Regions from separate parts of the Mustela erminea genome. Here region 2 is linked to region 1. A link is a contact called in public Hi-C data. All regions are on one chromosome and are shown on one strand. Each heading gives the region's core, a stretch centred on a gene start, on an enhancer-like site or on the middle of the called end of the contact. The rest is flanking DNA. Distances are from core to core; before and after follow the strand shown. Region 1 holds the start of TMEM258 (transmembrane protein 258). Region 2 holds the start of INCENP (inner centromere protein).

Region 1 (4,397 bases), core at 873-3,372:
ATCAGGCCCAGAGGGGTTAGGTCACTTGCCCCAGGTCACACAGCTAGCGGACAGTGGAACTGACACTAGTCTGCAGATCTCCTGCCACCTGAGCATTCCCTTCTTTTGCCACTTTTCCAACTTCAGATCCCCTATCCCCAACCTCCAGCCCAGCCAGGTCTTCTGTTCACTTTCCTGGAAATCTGAAGAGCAAAGTAAGCTCCCCTGAACTTGGGAAATAAGGCCAGCACCTGACCTTGGACATCAACAGCTTTGCTCCAACCTCCTTACTTTCCCCCTATTCCCACACCAGAGCAAAACCGGCAGCGTGCATGTACCCAGCACAGTTTCTCCCTCAGTTTCCCCACATTGCTAGTTCTGGCCTCACTGGCTGCTCAGTAAAAGGATACACGAAGAACCAGGCCGTAAAGAACATGCCAATGGCCAACAGCACCACGGTCAGATGAGGGAAGACAGCAGGGTTCACTGGGCTGGTGTATCTGCTCATGGCCTCGAGCTCCTAGGGGACGGCATGAGATCAGAGCTATCAAAGAATCCCAGGACTTCAATCTGAGGTGGGGGGAGTATGAGGTCGTCAAGGAGCCTCCTCCTTCTAGGACTGTTAAAGGTCTGTTCCTGCCTGGGAAATATAAAAGTCCTCCAGAACCAACATCAAGCAATTCCATTTGGAAATGATATCAATGGTATCTTAAACTAAAGGTGGAACTTTTGCTTTTTCAATATGAGAGAGGAATGGCAGCTCAGAGTCAGAGGCTGACACAGAAGGTGACTGATTGGCTATCCATCGGTGGTCCCTAACATTTTTTGAGACCACTGATGACTATGAAAAAAATGTGATAAAAAGTATGGACCCCCACCCGGGGTAAACCACAAGCAAGAAAAAGTTTGCCTGTAATTTTAGAAACTCTATGGACCCATGTCTGTAGACACCAAGCTCAGAATTCTGCTGTAATTCAGAGCCTGGGCTGGGACCCAATCTCAACTTCTACACCTGTATTCTTCCCACTACGCTATTAATGGAATCTCAGGCTCTACTAGGAAAGACTTCAGTTAATAATCTGGCTCTACTGAATATCACGAGTCTCAGTAAAACAGTTATAATAACACCACTCACAGAGTTGGTGTATGATTTAAGAAAGATGACAAACGTCAAAGCAACTAGCTCACTTCTTGGCATAGAGTAGTCGTTCAAAAAGTGTTTGTTTCCTTCCCAGGCTTACAGGGAAGATTATGAGGTAATGCTTGTGAAGGAGGGCTGTAAACGGTAAAGTTCTGTACAAATGTTGACTTCCATTGTCACTCCCCAGCCAACGCTCCTAATGTCCAGAACATAACAACTCTAGAGAAATAAACTGACCCCATTGTTCTAGGAGACACTGGAATTCAATTCAGTAAACATTTATGGGCTCCCTCCCCCCAAAAATGATAAAGACAATCGCTGCCATTCATTGGGCTTCCAATTGCAGGCCCTGTGTTTGGCACTGGGAATACAAAGATGAATAGACATCATCCCAGAGCTAGAGGCACGTCAGATGGTGGTCACTAGGAGGCGTGGCAGATAACAAAGAAGTCCATGACATGTGGCAAGAGGTCTGTACGGAGGCTGTGGGAGCTCCCAGGAGAGAGCCGCCAAATCGGCCGTCCACCACCAAGAAGGTTGAACATCTGCCCTGGGCCTCGTAGGATGAGTAGGAGTTCAACAGGAGGAAGAAGTTTCCACATAGAGATAACAGCTTAATCACAGGCGACAGAGATAAAAGCTCAAGGTATTAGCAATGCACCTCACACGCCTCACCCCTTAAACGTCAAGAGATCAAAACCTCAGCCTAACGAATCCCAGGCAAGGGGCTTCCCTTCCCGCCCCTAAGCCCAAGCCGGAGGATACAGCAGCCTCCGGCTGTCTGGATCTCGGGCGTCTGAGGCCTTCGCGAGAGAAACCGAGTGTGGAAAGGGCCCCAAGGGGTCCTCACAGCCCCGTCCAGAACGCCCCTCAACCCCCTCACCATCTTGCCAGGCACGGGGTCATCCGCCGCTCCGCCACCGGAATAACACGTCGGCAGGGGCAGGCGCACTGTCCTGCGGAAGAGGAAGTGCCTCCCCCGCGAGTGGCATTGTGGGATTTGTAGGCCTGTGGGTTAGGGCGTAGAGGGGGCTACGGCCTGTGGGCGCCCGCTGTGGAGCTGGGGCAAGGGTACCCCCCCGAGCCGCTGAGAGGGTTCGCTCTCCCCGGCGGGACTGTTTGGCCCAAGGGAAACTGGCCGAGGGGGTCGGGCCCGACCTCACACTTCCCAGGAGGCTGTGCGCGGCGGCGGTCACGTGACGGGAGCGCGGGCTTTGGAAGACGGCGGAGCGCGACAGGATCCGCGGCGGTGCTGAGGTGGGTGCGGGGCTGAGCAGCGTCCTGGGCAGCACCCGACCCAGCGCTACTGTCGAGGCCTCACGCTCCAAAGGCCAGGTGAGACCCCGTGGGAAGCGTGTCCGAGGGCGGGGGGCGGTCCCCCTCACTCTGGGTGTTGGGGCGGGGGCCGGGGGGCCGTCTGCCGCGCGCGGGGCGAAGGCCAGAGCGCGGGCCCGCCACCTTCCCGCTCTGCGACTCGGACCGGTCGCCTAACCTCCCTTCATGTGTGGAAGGCGGGAGATAGCTTGCACTCTATGGGGCCGTTGGGTATTTTGACCAAGGTCCTGGATGAGGAACATTTTGGAGACTTCACTGGTTTAGACCCCTTTCCCGCCTGCCGCTGTTGGGGGCTGCGGGGGGCTGGCCGGCCGGCAGGCACGGACCCCTCGGTAAGCCTTCTAGCAAAGCAGCCGGCCTGAGGCGGGACCCGACGATCGAGTGGCTTCTGCGGGACGAACGGTTCCGGGCACCCCGTGTATGGCAGGAGCCAGAGGATGGCGGGAGGAGGGCACGGCTGAGCAGCAGTGAGAAAGGGCAGGACTTCTCCCGGACTGTGAAGGTAGGTTGGGAAGCAGAGCACGGAGGATCTTGACACCAGGTTGAGTGTTAGGACTTAAGTGGAAGCGGGGATTGTAGCTTTATGATGCTTTAGAAAGAATCCTGAAAAGTGGGAGCAGCGAAAAGGTCTGGTGTCATCTTTCTTGGAGTGTTGGACGCATGCCACCGGTGGACACACGATGGCTTTACTTATTTATTAAGATTTTATTTATTTATTTGAGAGAGAGAGAGAGAGAGCACGAGAGGGGAGAGGGTCCGAGGGAGAAACAGACTCCTTGCTGAGCAGGGAGTCTGCTGCGGGGGCTGCGGGGGCTCTGTCCGGGGACTCTGAGATCATGACCTGAGCTGAAGGCATTCGTTTAACCCACTGAGCCACTCAGGTGCCCCACACGATGACTTTATTTTATTTTTTATTTTTTTTATTTTTTTATTTTTTTATTTTTTATTTGTCAGAGAGAGAGCGAGTGAGAGCGAGCACAGGCAGACAGAGTGGAAGGCAGAGTCAGAGGGAGAAGCAGGCTCCCTGCAGAGCAAGGAGCCCGATGTGGGACTCGATCCCAGGACGCTGGGATCATGACCTGAGCCGAAGGCAGCTGCTTAACCAACTGAACCACTCAGGTGCCCCACACGATGACTTTAAATGGCATCCAAAAAATCCTTTTTAGCAGTCACACATTTGACACTTAAAATATAACTGATATGACACAGGCATTACTGCTTAAGAGGAGTTCTCTTTTTCAACTTACCTTCGTTTTTAAAGCAATGACGTCCCTTTAAAGAAAATATGTGGATGAAAGTACAGGTTTTAGATGGGAGTGGCGAAAAAAATCTGTGAGGGTGGTTTGGGTCTGACCGAAGTTCGGGAAGCACAGCCCTAGGAAATACTTGTAAAGGGGCCCGAACCACAGAAGTGCCACGTGGGAATAAGCAGCTCCAGCTTGCCAGCTTCCTAGATCCGAACCGAGGGTCGGGTAGGAGCCATGGAGTTCACGCTTCAGACTTAGTGGTGGGGAGAAAATACAAAGGGAAAGAGTTAAAATTTCTGGCAACATCGTGGTAGGAGTAGAAACCAGGTGCAGTGCTGAGGGGACACTGAAGGGAGACTTGAGCCGTAATGTGTGAGAAAGCCACGTAACTCTTGTTCGTGTATGTTCTTTGCCAGTCCTCCTTAGGGCTGCCGTATCAGTCAGGATTCTCCAGAGAAACAATAAGGTATAGGATATGGACAAATGTAAGGAGATTTATTTTAAGGAATTGACTCAGGTGATTGTAGAGGTTGGCAAGGTTGAAAAGGATCGGGCTGGCACACGGGCTGGAAACTCATGCAGGAGTTGATGGTGCAGTCCTCAGGCAGAATTTCTTTTTTTTTTTTAAAGATTTTATTTATTTATTTGACAGAGAGAGATCACAAGTAGGCAGAGAGGCAGGCAGAGAGAGAGGA
Region 2 (4,397 bases), core at 871-3,370, 280 kb after region 1:
GTAAGGAGCCCGATGTGGGGCTTGATCCCAGGACCCTGAGATCATGACCTGAGCAGAAATCAAAAGTCAGATGTTTAACCGACTCTGCCACCCGGGCACCAGGTGAGGGGGATCAGTTCTGGGGAAATTCAGTCTGATGCAGAAAGCAAGAGAACACACAGTTTTTCTTATTGCCAAGGCTGTGACTTACAAGTCGTTCTTCTAGAGTAGTTTGGTATTGAGGGGAAAACTAAAAAGAGATTCCTTATCTGACCCCTTCTTTTTTCTTTTTTCACGAACGGACATCAAGTCAAGGTGAGGCATCTATTCAAAGAGCCCTGGATCCACACACAGACAGCTACTGCCTCCTAGTGGACACTGACACGGCATTCATGTCTAAATTCAGAGATTGTGACTGGATTCCCCAGATGCTCCAAGAATTCGCCTTATAAGCCGCAGGGACCTGAAGAAGCCACCTGTTTCACTTCCTTCACTTCGATAGGAATGTTGAGGCTTGAAGTCACTCAGCGTGGCCCAGGGTTTTTTGTCCCATTGCATCACACTCCATCTCCATTCGGCTGCCTGGGCTCCACCTCCCCCTGTAGACCTTATGCGTGGTGAGAACTGCCATTACCAGTGGCTGCGAAAGAAAGATAGCAGCCCCCCATGTAGGTTTGCCTCCCCCTGAAACTTCAGTTGCTGGAGGATGTCTCAGACACTGTCATGTGACCTAAGAAAGCAAGAGCACGGAAGAATGCCATGGAACATGAAGTCAGAGATTAGGGTATCCCAAAGACCACGGGCCAACCACCAGAACCTTCAGGAGAGCATCTCGGATTCTCCTTTCAAGCCCTCTCAGGAGGGACCAGCCCTGCCAACCCCTTGATCTTGCACTCTGACCCCTAGAAAGGTGAGACAATACATTTTGGTCACAGGAGCCACTCAGTTTGTGGGACTTTGTTACTGAAGCCCCAGGAAACTCACGCAGGGTTTGCAGAGCATTCCCTGCTGAGCCCTTTCCAGTCGGTCAAATACACGTTGAAGCTGCAGAACCAAGTTAACTTGCCTTTTCTCCCAAGTAGCCCATGAATGGTGACATTTCAAAATGTGAACAGGACCTATGTTCTAAGCATTTCAGAACTTAGCATTTCAGAATCATTAGCTGGAAGGAATGTGGTCCAACTAGTCATTGTGAGTAGGAACACCTTAAACACTATCTCCTTCGGCCAACACCAGAAAGGAGGTAGGGCAGCCCAGAGCCACACAAGAGAGTCTGTAAAAGAGATGAAGACTTGGAATGGAGCAAAGAATTAATGCACATGAGACCTTCAATCATTGGAGTTACGGTGAGGTGCTCCTTACGGGTCTTGAAACAAAGGAAACAGGATTGTGAGGTCAACTCGAAGATACTTGTTGGAGCAGAGAAATTCGAATTCACCCAAACAATGCAGAAAGAAGGTCTGAGCAGCAAATGCTAGCATTTCCTTTCCCAGGGCTCTCCCAGGAGATACTGAGTGATAGTCACCAAATTTTGAGTATTTCCTGTTCCAGAGGAAAGGATTTCTCTTAGGCGGAGATGGATATAAGGAGTATGGCTGACCTCGTGCATCTCTTTTTTTTTTTTTTTTTAAAGAGTTTAACTAATCTCTACACCCAAAGTGGGGCTCAAACTTACAACCCCAAGATCAAGAGTCACTTGCTACAACAACTGAGCCAGACAGGCACCCCACGACCTCATGCATTTCCAATCCCATCTGTAAGACTTTCCCCATCAAGCTCTCAGGTTGATGCCATTAGGCTGTGATTCATTCATCTCCCACGCCTTCCCATGCCGATTCCAGTAGCAGGACAACTTTCAGATTACATCTGGCTTCCATTGTGCTTCAGGGAAAGAAACATATGATTATATCCAGGCTCATTCTGGCTGCTCAAGACAATGGTTCCTCATTAATAAATCCTTTGCGAAAGAGTTTTGGGCTATTTCCCTCTGTGCCTTGCTTCTCAGGAAGACTGCACAGATAATACACAAGGATTGTAGTCCGATGAGGTTTATCTTTCACTGCAAATGAATACACTTGATCTTAGCCAAAAGGCCGAGAAGCGATTCACTGCAAATGAATAGACAGACACTCTCTTATTAACTTTCCTTCAGCCATTATCATAAGGCGGCAACAAAAAAGAGTGTTTTTTTTGTTTGTTTTGTTTGTTTTTTTACGACCTCAATACAGAGGCTCCCCAAATAAAACACACATCACAGAGGACTTCCTCTACCAGCTGTGATGAAGGAACAGGACAAATTCCTCTACCAGCCGCGATGAAGGAACAGGGCAAGGGACAAGACCTGTCTTAAACAATGGTAGAAATGGACCTCCACAAATGAGACCCTTCTTTTTACGCCTTGGACCGAAGGAAGAGCCAGAGCGTAATCACTGATGTAAGGAAACATCTGGGATTGAGCCCCTGGACTGCTTGGTCTCTCTCTCCTGAGGTGGTGCCGTGAGCTGAAGCCCCGCGGAGTTGCAGATGCAGAGCTTTGACCCACGGACAGCTGAGGTGGTTGGAATCTTTGGGACAGAACAGCGCTCAGCCCGGGTATACTAGTTGGATGATAAGATTGTTGGTAATTCCTGTACAATAACTTTGAAGAATCTGGTGGTGCCCTTGAGAGTGGCCTTTGTGCGTCAAAAGGTAAATCGAGAGTGACTGGATTTTGTTAAAATATTTAGTTTATTCAAGTTAGATGTTAAAACCCTGATTCGTCTTGAAGTTTTAAAGTTCATTTTACATGTATAAAGCTAGTAAATTTTAAATATTTTAAAAATATTTTTAAAATTTATGTATTTATTATTTATTCTTAGGGTGCACCAAGGACTCCCTAACTTAGAGAAGGGGCTGGCCGTGTAGCTTCCATCTTTATAATTGCGGTTGCACACATCTCAATTATTATTTCTGGTCCCAGAAGTCAGAAATCCTCTAGCCAGGCACCACAGTTAAAACCAAGCCCAGGCAGAGGTGGACATGACTCCAATGTTACCACCTTGCTTGGCCTTACATGCTAGATCAGGATACTCCTTGCCCAGCACACAGAACAAAGGTTGTTTGATTTCGGTAGTCATTCAGAGCCCACGTTGTATCTTTGACTATAGCTTCTACCCCAGAGGGTTTCAGTGTAGGGAGGAGGTTACATGCAGCCTGGCGGTCTTTGTGCATCAAATTGGGAAACTCTTCCCACAGTGACGGTAAAAAAAACAAAGAAAAGAAAACAGAAAAGAAAGAAAGAAAGAAAAAAGACTTTCTGAGAGTTTTAAGGAAGCCTATTTTATATTCTCCTAGATTTGGCCTGTATGTGCTTTTCTTAAAATATATTTTTAAAGATTTTATTTATTTGACAGAGAGAGACACAGCAAGAGAGGGAACACAGCAGAGGAGTGAGAGAGGGAGAAGCAGACTTCCCACTGAGCAAAGAGCCTGATGCGGGGCTCCATCCCAGGACCCTGGGATCATGACCTGAGCTGAAAGCAGATGCTGAACGACTAAGCCACCCAGGCAACCCTCTCCAGAAAATTCTTGAGCACGAATGGTCAAGTCACACATGACTCTTGGTTTCCTCTCCTTTTGTGATCTCACAGACCTGAGATTGAGACCTGGGTCAGGCTCAGCGTTCAGTGGGGAGTCCGCTTGGGATCCTCTCTCTCTCTCTCTCTTTACTCCTCCCCTTTCTCTTTCTCAATCTCAAATAAATAAATAAATAAATATTTCAAAAGAAAGAAAACAATACAATTCTCAATAGCAACAGAGAGAATTAAATGCTTAGGAGTACACTTACCAAAAAGGTAAATGACCGGTGCACTGGAAATGATTAAACTTTGACGACAGGAAATAAAGAGACGTAAAGAAATGGAAAAACATCCTGTGCCCATGGCCGGGAATACTTGGTATTGTTAAATGTCTGTTCTATCTGGGGTAATCTACAGGTTCAGTGCAATTTCTACCAAGTTTCAATGGCATTCTTGATAGAAATAGGAAAAATAATCCCAAAGTTCACACGGAACCACAAAAGACCAAATTGCTCAAATCAATCTTAAGCAAAAGAAAGTTGGAGGCATCGCCTTTCCTGATTCCAAAATATATCACGGAGCCTTAGTAATAGAAAATGTGATACTGGCACGAAAACAGACACACAGACCAATGGAACAGAATAGGGAACCCAGAAATAAGCCCACACATATATGATCTACTAATCTTTCATGAAGGCACCAGGAATGCAGAGTGGGGACAAAACAGTTTCCTCAATTAAAGGTATTGGGAAAACTGGATATTCACAAGCAAAAGAATGGGCCTCCCCCTTTTTTTTTTTTTAAGATTTTACTTATTTATTTGAGAGAGAGAGAGGGAGAGAGCGAGCACGTGTGAGCGCA

The links. Hi-C and Micro-C count contacts between places; a contact is called where the count stands out from the background.
Region 2: a contact with region 1 is called in a Hi-C map of fibroblasts, with 9 times the contacts expected there. The contact joins the promoter of INCENP here to the promoter of TMEM258 in region 1. A contact is called at or near these places in 3 of 3 Hi-C or Micro-C datasets (fibroblasts, skeletal muscle and spleen).

The regions. Positions count from the first base shown.
Region 1 is chr9:104,460,979-104,465,375 of mMusErm1.Pri, forward strand. It overlaps TMEM258 (transmembrane protein 258), which reads right to left and starts at 2,123. Exons shown (of 4, transcript XM_032356950.1): 1 at 2,004-2,123; 2 at 390-499. The coding sequence starts at 2,006. It overlaps FEN1 (flap endonuclease 1), which reads left to right and starts at 2,249. Exons shown (of 2, transcript XM_032356948.1): 1 at 2,249-2,455.
Region 2 is chr9:104,741,722-104,746,118 of mMusErm1.Pri, forward strand. It overlaps INCENP (inner centromere protein), which reads left to right and starts at 2,121. Exons shown (of 19, transcript XM_032358467.1): 1 at 2,121-2,413.